2 separate regions of the Callithrix jacchus genome follow, and region 2 is linked to region 1. Evidence: chromatin contacts called from public Hi-C data. All regions are on one chromosome and are shown on one strand. Each heading gives the region's core, a stretch centred on a gene start, on an enhancer-like site or on the middle of the called end of the contact. The rest is flanking DNA. Distances are from core to core; before and after follow the strand shown.

What was found. Hi-C and Micro-C count contacts between places; a contact is called where the count stands out from the background.
Region 2: a Hi-C map of skeletal muscle shows a contact between it and region 1, with 2.4 times the contacts expected there. The contact joins the enhancer-like site here to the promoter of PLCH2 in region 1. A contact is called at or near these places in 2 of 3 Hi-C or Micro-C datasets (both in skeletal muscle).

Annotation. Positions count from the first base shown.
Region 1 is chr7:40,478,238-40,481,923 of calJac240_pri, reverse strand. It overlaps PLCH2 (phospholipase C eta 2), which reads right to left and starts at 1,333. Exons shown (of 22, transcript XM_078330085.1): 1 at 857-1,333.
Region 2 is chr7:40,529,792-40,533,324 of calJac240_pri, reverse strand. It overlaps PLCH2 (phospholipase C eta 2), which reads right to left. Exons shown (of 22, transcript XM_078330085.1): 11 at 2,970-3,128. Among named protein-coding and RNA genes, the nearest start is that of PANK4, 34 kb to the left of the region's middle. Within about 2 kb of position 1,589, at least 3 of the 16 cell types and tissues checked have an H3K27ac peak or open chromatin away from gene starts, as enhancers often do. A contact at or near this core is called in skeletal muscle, where this site is marked.

The DNA of each region.
Region 1 (3,686 bases), core at 84-2,583:
TGGACCAAGGTGTCAGGGGAAGAATGGAACACTGATTGGGCACGTTCTCATGGAGGGAAGAGGCCGTGGAAGATGGGCAGTTTCACAGCCACAGTGGGGGTCAGTGGTCACCGTGGCTGCCTCCAGTGTCACCAGACAGAATGGGAGGCCGGGAGGGGAGGGAAAGCCTCCTCTCTCTTCAGAACCTTTCTCCAGCAGAGCCCACCTCCCCTAAGAGCACAGTTCTGCCGGCAGGCCCAGAGCCCAGGAGGCACCCCTCAGCTCTGGACACTCACGCACTGCCCCTCCTGGGCCCTGCAGACCGCCCGCTGCCCCAGGGCCTCCCGAGCTCGCCTGCCCAGGCAGTGCCTGCTGCACCCCCACCTGCTAGTTCGGAAGAGGCCGGTTCCCCCAAATGCACACGTGCAGCCCAGGCAGAGGTGCGTGGGGCACCCAGGCGGCAAGTCCACGCAGCACCTGCTGGACCCACACCGGGTGCCCCACGGCGCCATCGGCAAGGATGGGGTGTCCGGCCTGGGCTCAGCCGGGGTAACTCTCAGCGCAGTCCCGGCCCCAGGGCGACCTCTTCGGAGCCCTGGGGAGGAAAGTTTGCCGAGGGGCGGCCCCCAGATCCCTCACCCTGCGCCGGGGTGGGGGGGCCGCCCGAAGAGCTCAGGACCGCTCTGCCCGTCCCGCCCACAGTCCCGCGCCCGCACCGCTGCCCGCGCCACCGCGATCGCACCTCCCCTCCGGGTCTGAGCCCGGGCAGCTCGGCCTCCCGGGGCGGCAGGGCCCCGACCCGCACCAGGGCAGCGGCGCCCCCGCGCGTCCACCCGCGCAGCCCGGGCGGCGGCGGCACAGCGGGAGCGGCACCTACTGTGCTTCTGCGGGGCGGCTCCCGCGTCCATTGTCTCCGCGAAGGCGGCGGCGGCGGCGGCGGCGGCGGCGGCGAAGGCGGCGGGGGGTGCGGGGGCTGGGGGCGCCGTCAGCGGCCCGGCTCAGGCTGGGGCTCCCGCAGCATCGGCCGCCGGCTCAGGCGGCCCGCGCTGGGCGGTGCGCGGTGACACTGCGCCCGTGGAGGCGCCGCGCGAGAAGCGCGCTGTCACTCGTGCCCGCACCACACCCCCTGCCCGCCCCGCGCCGGGAGGGGGCCGGGGGCGCGGGCTCAGTGGTGGGCACTGGGCGAGGGGCGGGTTGGGCGCCAGCGGGCGGACGCTGCGCGCGGAGCAGGTGGGGCGCGGGGCGCACAGTGGGACTGGCCGGCCCGCCCTGCGCCCGCAGCAGCCAAAGTGCTTTCTCCGCTAAGACGCGCCCGCGGCCTTCCGCTGCCCGCACTCCCGCTCCGCCTCCCTCTGGCTCCCGGTGGCCCCAGTCAGAGGGACCGGGAAGGGGGCGGGGCCGAGAGCGCTTCCCATCTCCAGGCTGGGCGTTTGCCCAGGCGCTGGGAAAAGCCAAGACAGGGGCGTCTGCCACTTGACTCCCCGCCCCCCACCCACATCACCTCAGCGTTTGAGACCAGGGGCCTGAGCCACCCCTCCCCCAGCTAGGATGTCAGGTGCACTTGCAGGCCCCTGTTGAAGTGCCAGGAACTGCTGGGGAGGGAGGATGGCCCAGCCCCAAGAGGGTGGCAGGGCACCCTTGGCTCCCATCGGGCAGCCAACACACCCACCTTGGGAGAGGGAGCTTGGTGCCATGTCCTGTGTACCCCGGGAGAACCAGGATGGCCCCGTAAGTCCAGGGCAAGTGCATCCCCTGGGTGGGTCCCTAGCCCCACACCAGCCACCCCTTCCATGATTCCAGATGCTGGAGGCCCAAAGCAGCCACACAGACAGACCCTGACCCTGGGGACCCCCTTCTGACCAGGCATCTGTGCTTCGGGCTCTTCATCCCTTCCCCCTCTGCTGCAGGCAGCTATGAAGAAGGAGCAGAGGGAGACAGGGCAAAAGAGACTATCCAGAGAGGCCTCAGCTCCCCCAGGCCTGCCTGGGTCACAGAGCTGACGCAGAACTTCCCAAACAGCCCCGCCTGGCAGACTCTGGAACAAGAAGGGCTCCTGCACTCAGAGCACCCTGTTTACCCACAAGGCCAGCCCCGCCTCTGAGGGAAGCCCCAGCATTCACCCTAGGGCAGCCCTGTGCTCCCACACCATGCAGCTTCTGCGCTCAAGGGTCCCTGGATTTTGTTGTCTGGGTCTGACATGGGTGGTTCAAACCAAGAGGGGGTCCTCGCCAGAGCTGAGAAAGGGGCACAGCCCGCTGGGGCCAGTCAGCTCTGCCTGTCAGGAAGAGGAAAGGCTGAATCTGAGACAAGGCCTGAGATGGCCGCCAAGGTGGGAGCCAGGGAGGAGTCCAAGGACAGATTAGGGAGCACAGGACGGTGGGCTCAGGACCGGTGTTGCCAGAGTTTCGATTTTGCTCTCCAAAGCAGAGCCTGCCCGACACCCGGCCCTGGCCTGGTGACTGAAGAGGAGACAGAAAACACAGGTGCCCAGACTGGCTCCCCAGAGATCCACAAGGGGCCTGTCTCCCCTCCAGGCCTCAGCTCCCCAGGAATAGACCTGCCGGTATCTATGGTGCTTTCCTGACTGCTGCAGCCAAGAGGTTCTGCCTCCCCCCAGCAGTCTGCTCCTTGGATGTGCCCCAGAGCCTGGGGCATGGTCAGGATTCCTCCTGATGCAGAGATCACCAGGGAGAAACTGTGTCCAGCTGCCCGCAGGGCCAGCCCAGCCCCCAGGGCTTTCTGCTTTCCAGGAGCACCAGGCAGCGCCATCTCCACACACCCTGGAGGCTGTGTCACGGCTGTGTTCCCGGATGTTTCATCTGGCCGAGGCTGGGCAGGCTCCAGCAGTCTCTGCCTGGGGCCTTGAGCCTGCAGTGATGCCTCCATCATCACTCGAGTGAGGGGCTGACAGAGTCCTGCGTCCTGTGCTGCAGCTGCCTCCATGGGGGCTGTGGATGGAAGGCGAAGAGAGCAGCACCTCCCCCAACGAGCCTGCAGGCAGCTCCAGGGCTGCCCCTCGAAGGAAAGGTGATTTCCTGGCTCCCCTGGCCGCACCAGAACCCGGGACTCCCAGACTCCACCTGGCTTCCCCTCCCGGGTGCCGGCTCCTACAGCTTCTCTGCCCGCCCTTACACCAGGGACCTAGTGCCCAAGCCAGGGCAGAGCTGCTGCTCCTCCCTCTCCTCCCCCAGAGGAGACTCTGCCTTGATGGCATCAGCTGGTCTGGGAGCCCAAAGTGAGCGAGAGTGGACTCAGCAGCTGCGTGGAGGACAGACGCGCCAGTTCCTCAGAAACATGCAGGAGGAAGAAATGGCATGTGGGTGAATGAGTACCCGAGGAGCTCTGTGCTATGAATGAGCGTGCCCAGGCTCCTGCCCACCCCCATGCCCCCACACTCTGCCCCTCCCAGTGCAGGCCCAGGAGCTGGCAGAAGCCAAGCCCAGGCCAGGGTGGGATGCCTGCTTGGAGCTGGGGGCATGCTCTGGGACCACCCCTGTGGTGCCAGTGTCTCTTGGCTTCTGAGGCTTCACAGCAGGGCCTGGTCGGCAGGGGTGGCCAGGGGCTTTCTCCTCCATGTTGCCTGTCTCCCGGCCCTCCAAGGGCTTTCCTCAAACTAAAGCCCGAGCACCCCCTTCACTGCCTGACTTAGAGACCCCCGGGAGCTGGGTGTAGTCAGGATGGGAACTCATACCTCCATTTCCTAGGCA
Region 2 (3,533 bases), core at 340-2,839, 51 kb before region 1:
TCCCAGTCCACCCTGGGGCAGAGGCAGTTGCTGGTGGGAAGGCCCTGGGAGGCAGGCCTGTGGGGGGAACATTCACTCACGCTGCCTCAGTCTCCCTCCTGTGTTGTCTTGAACTCATTAAGTTCCCAATTCTGAATTTCTTCCCCACCAGTGGAGACTGCATAATAAATGCATTTGTGTGTCTGGAATATTCCTCGGCCAGGGCTGCTTACGAAACCCTTTTATGAGCATTCCTCAGCCCTCTGCCTGGGCCTCTTCCCACAGCACGCAGGTATCACCTCATCAGACAAACAGCTCCAGGTGGGCGCACCCCAAGGCAGACTCTGAGCCGGGAACCCCAGGATGCCACTGTGAGCCTTCTGATTGCTGTGCAAGCAGCAGGCACAACTAGGGCTCCGCTCCCTGCCCCTGCCCCTGCCCAACCCAGGGCTGCATCCAAACTGCTCATTCATCCCAAAGCTCATTCCTGACAGAGTCACCAGAGCCTCTGCCACCCCGAGCCCTGCAGCCCCTTCCACTGACACCCCCAAAACTTTGTCCAGCTCTGCTCAGGGGGGTCTCCCATCCCTCATCCTGTCCCCACCCATGGGGGGGCTGCTTTCTTTCAAACACCACGAAGCTGTGGGCCCGAAGCAGGGTCCCTGTTAGAGAGGGGCTTTGACCAGAGGCAGACACGGTGCCCATCCATGGCCACACCCCTGCACACGCCCACACCTCTGGACACATCCCTGCCACACCCACAGCACACATGCCTCACACACCCACGGATGCTCCCAAGACCACAGACACGCAGCGCTCAGCCTTGCCACAGCCAACAGTGCCTCCTGCTCCCCGGCCTCACCAGCCTAGACCGGCGCCTGCCTGGACACTTCCTCACTGGGCATATTGGAAATCAGGACACACATGGCAGGCCCCATGCCAGGCGGCCTCTCGGTCCTGTGGACATGACTGGGGAGCTCCTGCCAGCCTCTCTGTGCTCTGGGTAGCTTGGCCTGGGTGTGTGCCCTGCCCCTCCTTCACCCTCCTAGGGAGCCAGGATAGGATCGGATGGCCCTTCCCATGGCCCAGAGTGGCCAAGGGACCGTCCCGTTCCCAAGTGGCACTGGCCGGAGCCCAAGGCCCGGTGTGCACCGCGGCAGAAGGCTCCCGGGTTGTGCAGGCCCTGCAGGCTCGGAGGTGTTCCTCTCTCTCCACCTCCAGCAAAGCCAGCCCCAAATTCCTCTTAATTTATTGATGCCACGGCTGCCAGGAGAGGCGCTGGGAGCCAGATTCACAGTGTGCCTGGGGCCAGTCGGAGTCGCCACAGTTCAAAGCTCCTTACAGATCCCCAAAATGCTGCAGTGACCAAGAGCCGCAAGCGACTGTCCATCCAGGCATGACTGAGGAGAGGCATGTGCTGACCCAGGAGATGGCCATCCGGCCAGACACAGCACGTACTACACGGCCAGACCTGCTGTCACTCCGGGACTCCCACACAGGAGACAGCAACACCCAACCACACTCCCAGGGGCTCGGACAGCAGAAGGCCAGAAGGAGAGGGGCCTGGATGAGGGCAGAGGGTCTCAGCCAGCAGCAGACCCCCCAGCCCTGCCTGTGTGGGGAGAGGGTCCCTGTGGGGCGAAGCTGTTGGCAGCATAAGCACTCACTGGGCTGTGCCCACATCTCTGCAGATGGGTCCCCTCCTTACCCATCCGGCTTCTCTCCCCCAGATACCCATTCCTGCTGCCCCCAGGCCTCAGGGGCCCATGAGAAGAGCCTTGTGTCCTCAAGGTTCATGGGCAGAGGGGATGCTGCCTAGCCCAGGGGCACAGAGAGGCACAAGTGTCCCTCGGTGGGGTGTGCCATCCCCATGACCCCCAACACAGACACCCCCTTTACCAGGGCCTCGCCCCCAGTGAGCTCCAGGGCTGAATGTTCCGGCCTGGCCTGGGTATCAGCCCCGCCCTCTCTTGTGCCACAGGCTCTGAGATTCTTCTGGTGTGTGTCCCCACCCGGCAGGTCCCATCTCACCAGGGTGGGACCTCCAATCCTCCCTCAGCCTTAGTGGCTATGCCTGAGCCCCTCATCCTCCTGCAGGAAGGCTTCCCTGAGCCACTCAGACTGAGGTCCACAGGGGATCGCTCTCCTGGACCTGAAGATGCATTTCCAGGTTTTGCACAGGTCCAGCTGGCTGCCCAGGGAGCCACAGATGGCCATTCTCCCCACCCAGACACCTCAGGATAAAAATAAAGGAACGCCTGTCGGCTTGGGACCCGAGAGCCACCACCTGCACAGGCATGTTCCTCGAGCTCTCCTCAGTGTCAGCTGTGCCGAGTGCACTCAGGCCGTGGGTGGAAACACAAACACCAGGTCTAAAAATACTGGTCCTGGAAGGAAGGGGACATGGCACCCCACCTGGCCCAGGAGGAGTCACCTTCCCACCCTCCCTGAGCATTAGGACAGGCAGAGTCGGCCGGCACCACAGGGCACAGTAGGGTGCTCCAGGTACCAGGAGAGTCCCCAGCACTGGCGCCCCACAGCACTGTCCCCCTGGGGAGGGTCTTCAGGGCCCACCCACATTCCCCACCCAGCCCCACCCCCCGCAGGACTGCAGGACCCGCCAGCCACAGCTCCTGGCTCCTTCAAGGGCTACAAGGAGGCTGTGGGACCTGCCGACCCTGCCTGGCACCTCTCACCCACACACACACCACTGCGTCTGCCGTGACAGCCCCCAAGGGCCATTCGCTCCACGTGGAAACTTCCCCACGTGGCCATGACCAGCTCCAGGCAGGGCATAGGAAGGGAGGGCAGTCGTGTCCCCCCAGCTGGGAAGCTCCCAGGACTGGCTGGGCTTTGAGACCCCGCTGGTATGTGGGCATGCATGTATGCAGGTGTGTGTGCCAAAGTGTGCTGTGTGCAGATTTATGAGCACACACACCACCTGTTCTGGGGCCCTCGCTGGCCCACAGGCTGGCTGTCAGGGGTTTTACCTTTTTGGCCTGTACCTTGCGTCCGAGTTTTCCGGATGGGGACAGTGTGGAGACAGAGAAGTCGTTGGGATCCTCACAGTCCCGAATCTTCGACTCCTTGATGAGGGAATCCAGTTTTCTCTTAGCAATGTTTTCCACACGCTTTCGATTGGTGGACGCCTGTGGACCCAGAGGCTGGCCTGTTGGCCTCTGCCCCAGCCCTGTGAGCAGTGGTGGTGACAACTCCCAGGGTCACAGCACTCCACCCACCCCAGGCTCATGGAAGTCATATGATTCACTTTGGACCTACAGGCAGCCACTGGCAGGACAGGAACCCAGGCCCACCTGATTCCACCAGCAGCATGAAGCTGCCCACGGGCGCCCAGCAGAACCTGTGTGGCCTCTGGCCCTGTGTCCTGGGAGGTCAGCATGCCAGCAGGCGGCACAGGTTCTGGAGTCTCACCACTGGCTGCCATGTACCTCAGAAGATGGCAGGGCCAGAGGCAGACTTCACGCCAGCCTCCAAGTGGGACTGGATGCCCTTCCCTGTCAGTGCAGCCCTTGGTGGCCCTGATGAACTTGGAA